2 separate regions of the Mus musculus genome follow, and region 1 is linked to region 2. The links are chromatin contacts, called in public Hi-C maps. All regions are on one chromosome and are shown on one strand. Each heading gives the region's core, a stretch centred on a gene start, on an enhancer-like site or on the middle of the called end of the contact. The rest is flanking DNA. Distances are from core to core; before and after follow the strand shown. Region 1 has its middle 110 kb from the start of Gm34246. Region 2 has its middle 61 kb from the start of Gm41011.

Evidence for each region. Hi-C and Micro-C count contacts between places; a contact is called where the count stands out from the background.
Region 1: a contact with region 2 is called in a Hi-C map of cerebellum, with 4 times the contacts expected there. The contact joins two enhancer-like sites. A contact is called at or near these places in 4 of 484 Hi-C or Micro-C datasets (cerebellar granule neurons and cerebellum) and 2 of 115 datasets of contacts at active chromatin or transcription factors (differentiating embryonic stem cells and neural tube).

Annotation. Positions count from the first base shown.
Region 1 is chr13:84,563,813-84,568,478 of GRCm38.p6, forward strand. No RefSeq gene overlaps it. Among named protein-coding and RNA genes, the nearest start is that of Gm34246, 110 kb to the right of the region's middle. Within about 2 kb of position 2,254, at least 30 of the 459 cell types and tissues checked have an H3K27ac peak or open chromatin away from gene starts, as enhancers often do. A contact at or near this core is called in cerebellar granule neurons, cerebellum and neural tube, where this site is marked.
Region 2 is chr13:84,402,566-84,407,733 of GRCm38.p6, forward strand. No RefSeq gene overlaps it. Among named protein-coding and RNA genes, the nearest start is that of Gm41011, 61 kb to the left of the region's middle. Within about 2 kb of position 2,151, at least 23 of the 459 cell types and tissues checked have an H3K27ac peak or open chromatin away from gene starts, as enhancers often do. A contact at or near this core is called in cerebellar granule neurons, cerebellum and neural tube, where this site is marked.

The sequences.
Region 1 (4,666 bases), core at 1,004-3,503, 160 kb after region 2:
AGAGGAGTAGTCTTGCTTACAATAGAGCAAAGTACTGGGGAACTACCATTATCTAACTAGCACCCATTAAAGGTGGAACTTAAAAAAAAGCAACAACAATGTTAGACCATTCTTCCCACCTCTAGAACATTTGCTAACACAAAGAGCTTTAAGTGATACTGGCTTGGAGCAGGTGCTTTTCAATTTCAAAGTAAAGCAATATTTTGATTAGAGTCTACTCATTTATCTCAGTCTGTTCTCAAAATTGTAATCCTCCTACTTCAGCCTCCCAATAACATGGATTATGTGTATATACTGCTACACTCTGAATTTCGTCTCCTCTGAGTTAAGAACTACTGATAACGAGAGAAGAAAAATACTGAGTATCTATAATCCAATGATGGTCATCATTATGGCAAGGTACAATGGAAGTTTGAAACATCGTGGACAAGCCCCTATGTAGACTAGATACAAATATTTTAGGCCAGGGAAAATGCAGATTATTTAAAGTTATTTTAGTAAGTAGTTAAAATTACATTTTGGTATAAAATTTACCATATAACTGCCTTGTCTGTAAAAATTAGTGCTTAGATAATTAATGGATAATACTATAAATTTTTTTCCTGAAAAATCTTCTAGATAAGAACATGTATTTATTTGATTTATTTGACTATATGCAGCACAAAGAACTTTAATACAGCAAACTCTACTACAGTAAGGTATGAACATATTTTTCTCCATGCTTTTAGATTTAAAAGAGAAATCATTGGATTAGAAAATTTTGTCTATTTGAGTCATAGGAAATCATTGCAAAAATGATTTGATAATTTCTCATCAAAATGACCATATATCAATAACTGGATTGAACTTGGCATTAGACTCAGGTTATTCTGGCCAGTTGCATGCTGTATTTTAGGTAGTATTATTAATGAATGCTGCCTGAGTGCTTTTAATAACAAGGGACTCAAATATATAACTTCCCTCTAGTAGTTCTAAATGGTGGCCTGGAGCCACTCCTTAATTAATATAGACTCGTACTTCAACTGTAGTTATGGGAAGGAGACTGAATGAAGACAGCACAGCCTGAGATCAGAGGTCATCAAAGGCATGTCTAATTGCACATGTATTCAGTTTTCTCCTTCTTAAAATCCCCCCTCCTTTAGTGTCATACTTCACAGTAGTTCTCAGCAGCAGGACTCTTTGCTTGTTAATACACAGCTGATTTTATTCTTAGCACATAAAATCAGTGTAACCAACATCCTTGCAGAGGCATGGAAGTGAGAAAACTGCACTTCATAGCAGAGAGGCCTGTTTGCTTTTGTAACATGAATCAATATAGAGAAATCTTTGAGGGCAGATTTTTCAAATAGCAAGCTTTTCCATGTATAATATTTTTCACAATTATATGAAACAAACATATCAAGATGAGAAGAAAGCATTCTACTCCTGCCTAGATCTTCAGTGTAAATGAATTGTTTGTGTACTTTGTTCATTAAAGACAATTGTCTCTCCACAGATCTGGAGATATAGGGGTGGGAATCATTAGTGTTGGTAGGCTTTCCAGTGTCAATTACTAGAAAATTAATTCCAAACCTATCATTAACAAGCAAAAGTTCTGTGTTTATAGTTTCCTTTTGTGTAGAATATGAGACCCAGTCTGGTGCTTAAAGGACAGGGTTGTGGGTAGAGTGCTTAGCATGTAGTTCTGAGAAGGCACAGACCCAAGGTCCTTTAGTCTGGTAACAATAGATAACTCTCTGCTATTTTTACTTAAAATTACTGTTTGAATCTTCCCAAATTCAAGGAGTCTCAATTTAAGTCTATGTGTTTAATATCTGAACTATTAACTAATGTGCCCCATTTGTGAGATAGAGAGAAGCTTTTACTCTAAGCATGTACTAGATACACATCTCCCATCATTATTCAGACAGCCAATGCCTGCAAGTGAATCAGAGATTTACAAACAATCAAAGACTGGTCTTAGGTTCTTATCAGTTTCTCAACAGATTCTAGGAGGCTTAAAACCGCTAGGCTTTCAGTCTTTCACCAAAGCAGATACAGTGCTGTTCTCTAGCTGGATTTTGCATTATTTCGGGCTGCAGTCTTTCTTTGTGGTGTCTCCACAAGAAACCGGCGATGTCTACTTTTTTATGAGTAGAATGCGTTGCATTGTTCTGAGGTTTATAATTACACATTTGTGACTTCATCCCCACCAGCCTCGCCCCATGAATACAGATAACATCTTACAAAAGGGAAGACTGGGAAGGACTCAGACAGACAGGGTGGGTGGAGAGGGAGGCTGATGTGCTCAGTGACCATCTCCTAGCAAAGCTCTGGGGCACCTATTAGAGGAATTCGGCTCTCCATGATTCTGGGGTGGCCTATGATCTAAAACACTGGCCTTCTGTTTCATTGGCTATGAATTTACCCTTGGGAAGAAGAAATACTCAACCTATGGGTTGACATTTTATTTATATCGCATCCCTTGTTGAAGCTCTCAGAAGAACCCGAGGTGTCCGTGGCAATCCTTCTCTTTATTCAGATGGTTACAGTTTAAAATTTGAATAGCTGTTTATGCTGGGAGGCTGAACACCCAATCAGTAGTCTTTGAATTGAAGCTGTATTGTTCACTCATGGAAATGCCTGTTTCATCTGTCAGCTCTCTTTTATAGTGAGCCTAATAATTTATGCTTGCTAAAGATGTTTTCTGACCTGTGATTCCATTGCCAGTTACGAAAGGGCTTTGGCAGTATTCACACTTCCTTTCGTAATAGGGGGCCAGTAAGGTACAATTTAGTGAAATTACTGCTCCAGTGCGCTAATGGCGCCCAGACTCAGACTGGGGAGGGCAGAGGGGTGAGGGTGAGGGACCTCGTCCTTTAAAGGGGGCCACTAAGACTCCGAAGAATGGTATCCTGGGAAGGAGGCTCTTTAGGAGTTATGTCCTTCCCTGGAGGTCGGCATGAACCTGAGGGGCCCTGATGGTTGAGTTAACACACCTGCAAAAATTCTACAGGGAACTTACATTGTGTCCAGCTAAAACAAAGAGATCTTATTTTGTTTCTCATATATATATATATATATATATATATATATATATATATGCACATGCATTTTACATTTTGAAGAAGTGACCATGATTCCATTATAGTGACTAATTCAAAAACTGACAGCAGTAAAAATCTTTTGTAAGGAAAGCATTCACATGTACTTTCACTACAAATTTTTCATCATATTACTGTTTAAACCATATTATAGGAAATGAAATTTCTATAAATGGGTCATGCTGCGTCATAATTATAAACCACCCAGCTCTTTAATTTATAAGCTACTGCCAGACTCATCCTGAAGAGAATTTCTCTAATCGCGAATCGAGTTATCCTCCAGGTGAAATATGTATTATTTTCCTCTTCTTTCATGAAATTTTGCTGTCATTTCTCAAGCAGAGCCTATCCTGTCTTCTGTGTACATCATTTGTGCACCCCTTTTATAGTCACTGCTTTGGAGTTTCTTGAGGTTGTGATCATGCAGTCTTGTCTCTATGTTTGTCTTTTGAAAATGACATATGAATATTGGTCAATTGATTTCAAGAATATTTTTAATAAATTTATTGTAAATTTAGAATTGTTCTCTAGCTTTTCTAATTTGTCTGCGAAGCATGTGAATAGGCAGTGATATCATTAAGTTCACTCAGAGTACAGACATTATGTATCACATGGATTAATAAAAGAAGCAAAGAAAACTATAGATAAGTTCTTCGAAAAGGAATTTCTAAGAGACCTTGAATAGTCTTGTAAAAATTGGCCAAGTTATTTGAATAAAATACTTTAAAAGTTGATTGTCAATAGCTTTTGACTTTGATTATTATTAGCCATAAAAATCTAAAATATTTCTATTGAAACTTGAGCTTGTGGTAACTTGAGCTTTGAAGTCAACAGAGGGTTTTCACACTGCGGAGCTACTTAGCCATCCCTTTCGGGGGGGCAGCTTGAGGCAAAGCTTTTGCCTTACTTGAGTGCACTAGATGAGCAAGGAGCAGAATTGTAGCTGAACACGAGGCTTGATATGAGGTCTACCCCATGGTTTCATCCATGCCTCAACTCTGCCTTTCAAGTTACTGTCATTTTACATAAATAAGCAAAATATAGTATTGGTATGTTTGAATATTGCACCTTTATAAAAACAGCACTTCATGGGTTAGAGGAATTGTGACAGCAAGACTTTTTATTTTGTAGTTGAGGAAAGAAAAACTTAGTATCTTTTTGTTGTTAATAGGATATAAAATTGATTAATGTTAACACATTTTGTTGCAATAAGAATTTTGAGATATTGATAATATTTATATTCTATGAATAAAAAAGGTGCAGAACTACTGTATCTTGAAACACACCTAAAATCTACACAAACAGATCTGCTGTTCTGCCACCCTCCCAAGTCTCCTTGACACATTTGCTACTTCTGCCCCACATTAACTACTGTAGCACAGTTAAAAGGAAAATTAATTATTCTGATAGCTTATAGCCCCCTTAAATACTTATACTAAACAGCCAGTAAGAATTGAATGAAACTATGCTTCTATCTTCAAGTTTCTTTGCCTGGTTTTCTTTTCTTGAACTGCTCTCCAGGACCACTAGACATTATTATTTAGTTTCAATTACGTGCGATTTGTCTTCCATATTTTGGATTA
Region 2 (5,168 bases), core at 901-3,400:
CTATATTATAACTCTATATTATAACTGACTAGAAGCCACTGTAATAAGCTTAGCAAGCATTATGAGGCATCAATGGATACTACAATACACATTTTTGAAAATAATACAATATTTAGGCAATAATCTTTTTTCTTATTTTAAATGTGAAGCTGGGTTCAAATCCAGGGCTTTGTCATACGAAGCTTGCATTCTACCACAGAGGAACAGGTATGGTCTATTCCTGTTTACAGGTATGATTATGGATCAACTTCTCAGACACCCCCAAACAAGTCAGAAACAAAACAAGTCATTGTCATTTCAAATTAGATATTATTATTAAGTATATTGAAAAGCTAGCAGTGTAGCTCAGCCGTAGAGCACTTGCCTAGCATATGCAGTGGACTCCATCTCCTGTACTTAGAGAACAAATGAACCCTGTAATGAAACCCTGAGCAGTAACAGAAAACAATACTGTTCATTTCCTTTCAGATGCCTCCTTTCTCAGAGCTCTTCCTTCCACCACCCAGTCTACATTTGAATCTGTTAACACACTCTGGTAAAATAAGAATACCATTGCAAGCCTCCCACATAAGCCTGAAGCTGACCAGAATCAGGTGGGCTGCAGGAAACTGTGGTTGGCTAACCTGCTGACATGGGGCATGCATATTGGGTATAACTGTGGTAACTGTTTGCTCCTTTTGAACATAAAAATTCTGATTTTTTTGGGGGGGGGCGGGGTTTCGAGACACGGTTTCTCTGTATAGCCCTGGCTGTCCTGGAGCTCACTCTGTAGATCAGGCTGGCCTCGAACTTAGAAATCTGCCTGCCTTTGCCGCCCAAGTGCTGGGATTAAAGGTGTGTGCCACCACGCCCAGCTAAATTCTGACTATTTTTAGTGATCGTGTGGTTACTAGGCTCGCAGGGTCATGTGTATAGAGTAACTGTGAAGTCCAGCGCAGTGATTTGCCTAGATTTTGCATCAGGTGTGAAGATACCAGACATCCTTCAGAGGGAAGCCTTCTGAGGTCATGTTATTTGCAAAATTCTCGATGCAGCTTTTGAAGGTCCTAGGATGCCTCACAAGGAGAGAAGACTGTCTCCCCTTGTTCCTGATGTACTCAGTATTTTTCCCCGTAGCTCTTCTTTCTCCTTAAGCATGCAATGGACATCAACAGCTTGCTAAGAAGGTTTAAAACTTTTCCTCTTTCAAAATAAAGATTGTGAAATGCTTTTTATTTTATATCAGAAAAGAGTAGTGAAATGAGAACATACGTAGTAAGATTATGTAAAAATCTAGGAAAATTGAAGAAGCATTTCTGTTTAAAAAAATAACGACCACTTTGAAATAAACATCCATAGTAATAATTCTACATATGTTTTTGACTTGGAATTATAATAATGGCAACTCTGATTTGGATGATACTGAGAATTAATTCATAGCATATATATATTTCCTTTAAAGAGCACCCAACAGCACACAAACACTGGCACAGGGGAGAGGCTACACTTTCAAGTTGGGAAAGTAGTTTTGGCTTGGTTTCTATATTGCACATCTTAAACTTAGTGTTTGGTGTGTACTTGGGTAACCTGGGTGTATTGGTTATAACCTCTGTTAAGAGATAGCTCTTACAAAATTGTAAGATTACAGCAATACATAATTATTTATAACCCTTGGCTCTCAGTTGTTTTTTAATTGATTTTCCCCAGGAAAAACTGACATAAGTGTAGCTTTCTATTAAAGTGTATTTACAATGATGATGATGACAAAAACAAACAAAAAGAAAATAGAAAAGAAAGAAAGAAAACACTAGCAACAAGAAACAACCCAGGCCACTTACAAGTACACAGGCACATGCACACGCCCATTAACACAACTCATTCCAGTCCCAGATTACAGAGAACTAAATTAATCTGCTAATTTCAAAGCAGTATTCTGCTCTGGTCATCTCACTACATGGCTGTTTCTTTGTAGGACAATGTTAGACACAGGCTAACTGGGTTAATTGCAGCCACATGTAGATTGTCTTTTTGGATGACAAGACACTGTCTTACAATTGATCCACACACCATTGGGGGACTAATTCTGAGCTTCCTTTCGGCTCCGTGCTCATCCAGTGACAGACCGCAGCTACCTCCAAGCTCTGGGCCACATTCGCCCGGGCTTGTCGGGAGTGTGGGAACAGACACAGAGCTGGGTCAGAGGGCACGGAGCCAATGTCGCTACATGTGTGTCTCGCCTTTTGTGCGGCTCTGGCTTCGTCCTACTTTATGCAGATTTCACTTCTGCGAGGTCCAGATTGTGCCATATGGGATCCCTGTGTATGACCAGCGAGGCTACCTGCCTGTGAGAACTGTTCTGATGAAGGACTATCCGAGGAACTGCGGCCTGGGCAGTTGTTTTTCCCAGGAGATGGTCACATACAGAGAGAATTTTTGTAAGGGGGGCTCAGGGGCGATGTCTGGGGCCAAAGCCATCCTCAGTGTCTGGGAAAAGAATTGTGTGTCTGGTTCTTTACTGAGAGTGAGCATGGAATTGGGGACCTTTAAGGGCATAGCTTTCTGAATAAAAATGGTGTGTTGTTTCTTTGTCCGTCTCGTCGTTTCCCCCACTTTTTTCCTCACTTTTTATTGCTACTTTTTGTGTGACTTTTTATTACCTTCATGAGTTATGATGTTTGCTTTCCTTCTACCTGATGATGCTTAATGTTAAAGCTTCATATTAGCATTTTTTCCCTGATGGATTTGGGTCCTTGGCCTTTCTCTTACTTCATTATCCGATATAAAACATTCCATCTTTCCCCTTCTTATCCCTCAGTCTTTGTCTCTGCCTCTCCTTTCCAACTGCTACTCGTTCTTAACTTCTTAGCTTTCTGGGTTATATGGTTTCATCTAACTATTTTTGAGAGAAGTGCTCATTTTATAGTTACTAAATAAAAAAAAAAAAAAAAAAGAAAAAACATGCCGTCTCCCCTCTCTTGTCTGCTCAGTCTTTTTTTTTTTTTTAACCTCCTTACCCTGTCTATAAAACATTTCTTCTTCTCATTCATTATTTGACTCTCAGAAGTAATCCTTCCTACCTCATTTAAGAAGGAAGGTTTCTAAACATTAATGTCCCACTTCCTAGTTGTTACCTCACATCTCTCTCTCTCTCTCTGGCTGTTGTGAAACTGCAGATTTTGTTTTGTTTTTTGTTAGTGCTCACTGCTGTGTGTGTAGGATCCTGGCTTTTTAGAGTGGAGGTTTTAGTGCCCCACGTAGAAAACCACAGAAAGGAACAGTCAGAGCCCTGGTCTGATTGTTAGAGCTCTTTAGCCTCTTTCTTAATTTTTGATTTATTTAAATATGTCTCAAACTCTGCTCTGTGCCCCTCCAGCCTAAGTAAATAAACACCCACTTGTACGTGTGACTAACTTTATTCTTCATTTGAAATTCTTCATTTAAAATAACTCCTGGGAAGGTTATAGGGGCACCTATGTATTGTGGTAACCTTTCTTTGTGAGTTATAACAAAAGATGAGACATAGACGCTCTCCTCTGGCTTACGTTTCACTTCAGTGGGAATTTTTTTTTTTTTATAACACACACTATGCTTTTATTAATGCTGTCGAAACTCTCATTTTCCCCAAATACTTGGTGATACTTATCTGATTTTTTATAATAACAAATTCATTTCTTTATTTTGAGATGTAGTCTTGTATTAAAATATAAACACTACTGGGTGGACAATATATTCAGTCACTGATGCCACTTAAATATTTTCTCCCAAAGGATTCAGTTTTGGACACTAAAATTTCACAAAGGAAAGTTACAAATTGGGGGAAGTTTAGCAAAATTCAAGGTACAATAAATTTGGATTTTCCTATTTATGTCCTGAGCAAAAAGTTAGCTATTTTCCATAGAATGAAACATTTTCTTATCCTTCCTTGTTTTTTAAAGCTCCTGGTGTACACCTGTTCACTCAGGATTACGATTGTTCTTCTTATTAAGGTTTAGCAGTATTAAGTATTGTAAGGGCTTGCTTCTGCTAGGATAATGCTTTATTAATCTATATTCCAAGCACCAAAAGAATTTTTAAGAATGTCATCTTTCATTTTCAAAATTATCTCAGCTTGATAAAACATCCAGTTCTTTATTCAGGTGGCAGAGATAAAGGAAGAATTTTAAATGGAACTCTGTATTTATTGCCTTAAATATTTTTGAACTATTGTTTTTATTGCATTTTATTTACTGCATATTTATTGTTCTTCATGTCTTTCACTTGTTCTCTTTGATGAAATGTTTATTATTATTGTATATGTGCATGTGTACCTTTGATGCCAATGCCAAAGCCTACTTGTGAAAGCCAGAGGACACCTTTGAGGATAGGATTTGCTCTTCCTGCTAATTCTCAGTGCTGGGCAGAACTTGGCCTTCTCTCCTAGATACTATACACAAAGTTAGAAGCTCTCAGAAGTAAGCTGAGTCATGAGGTTAAGAGTAAATCTAAATCTGAAAACTCTAGTCCATTTGTGTCCATTATTTAACTCCCAACCAAACCCTCAGTTCTCTTTGCTGTGAACTGGGGATAATACAATTTGCCTCTCCCAGATATGTAAGAATTAAACGAGACCATCTCTACAAGGGCCTGGTGCAGAAGGAAATACATGCCTCCTTCCTCTTTTATGGTTCCATGCTTAAGGCAAGCTATGCTTTTAAGGTTTCTGTTTGAAGCATGACATTTTCTTTTCAACGTTTAATTGATTCTTTGGGAGTTCAACGCCAGGCACCTGAGTTCCACTCATCTCTGGGTCCCCTTTCCCTTGCAATGTTCCCAAAGGAAAATGAAAAACAAAACAAAACAAAACAAAACAACCAAAGCGTAGAAAAAAAAATCTTGTAATGGAAGCTGTAATGTGCCACAGTATGTCTCACAGTATACTCCTCTCTCCACACAAATGCTCATTGCAATCAGGCATTGGTCTGATTCGAGGCTTTTGACTTCTGACACATCATTAATATTGGCTCCTCATCAGGACTCTTGTTGTTGCCCATGTTGTGGAGATCACAGGACTGGCCCCGTTACATACACCAATCGTTCACAGATGATGTAGACTGTTTGGTGGGCCAACTCAAAGCCCTGGATCTGTAGCTGGATGCTAGCTGGTCAACCTGCCCTCCCAGCCTTATATGCACCACTATGACGAGGTATCA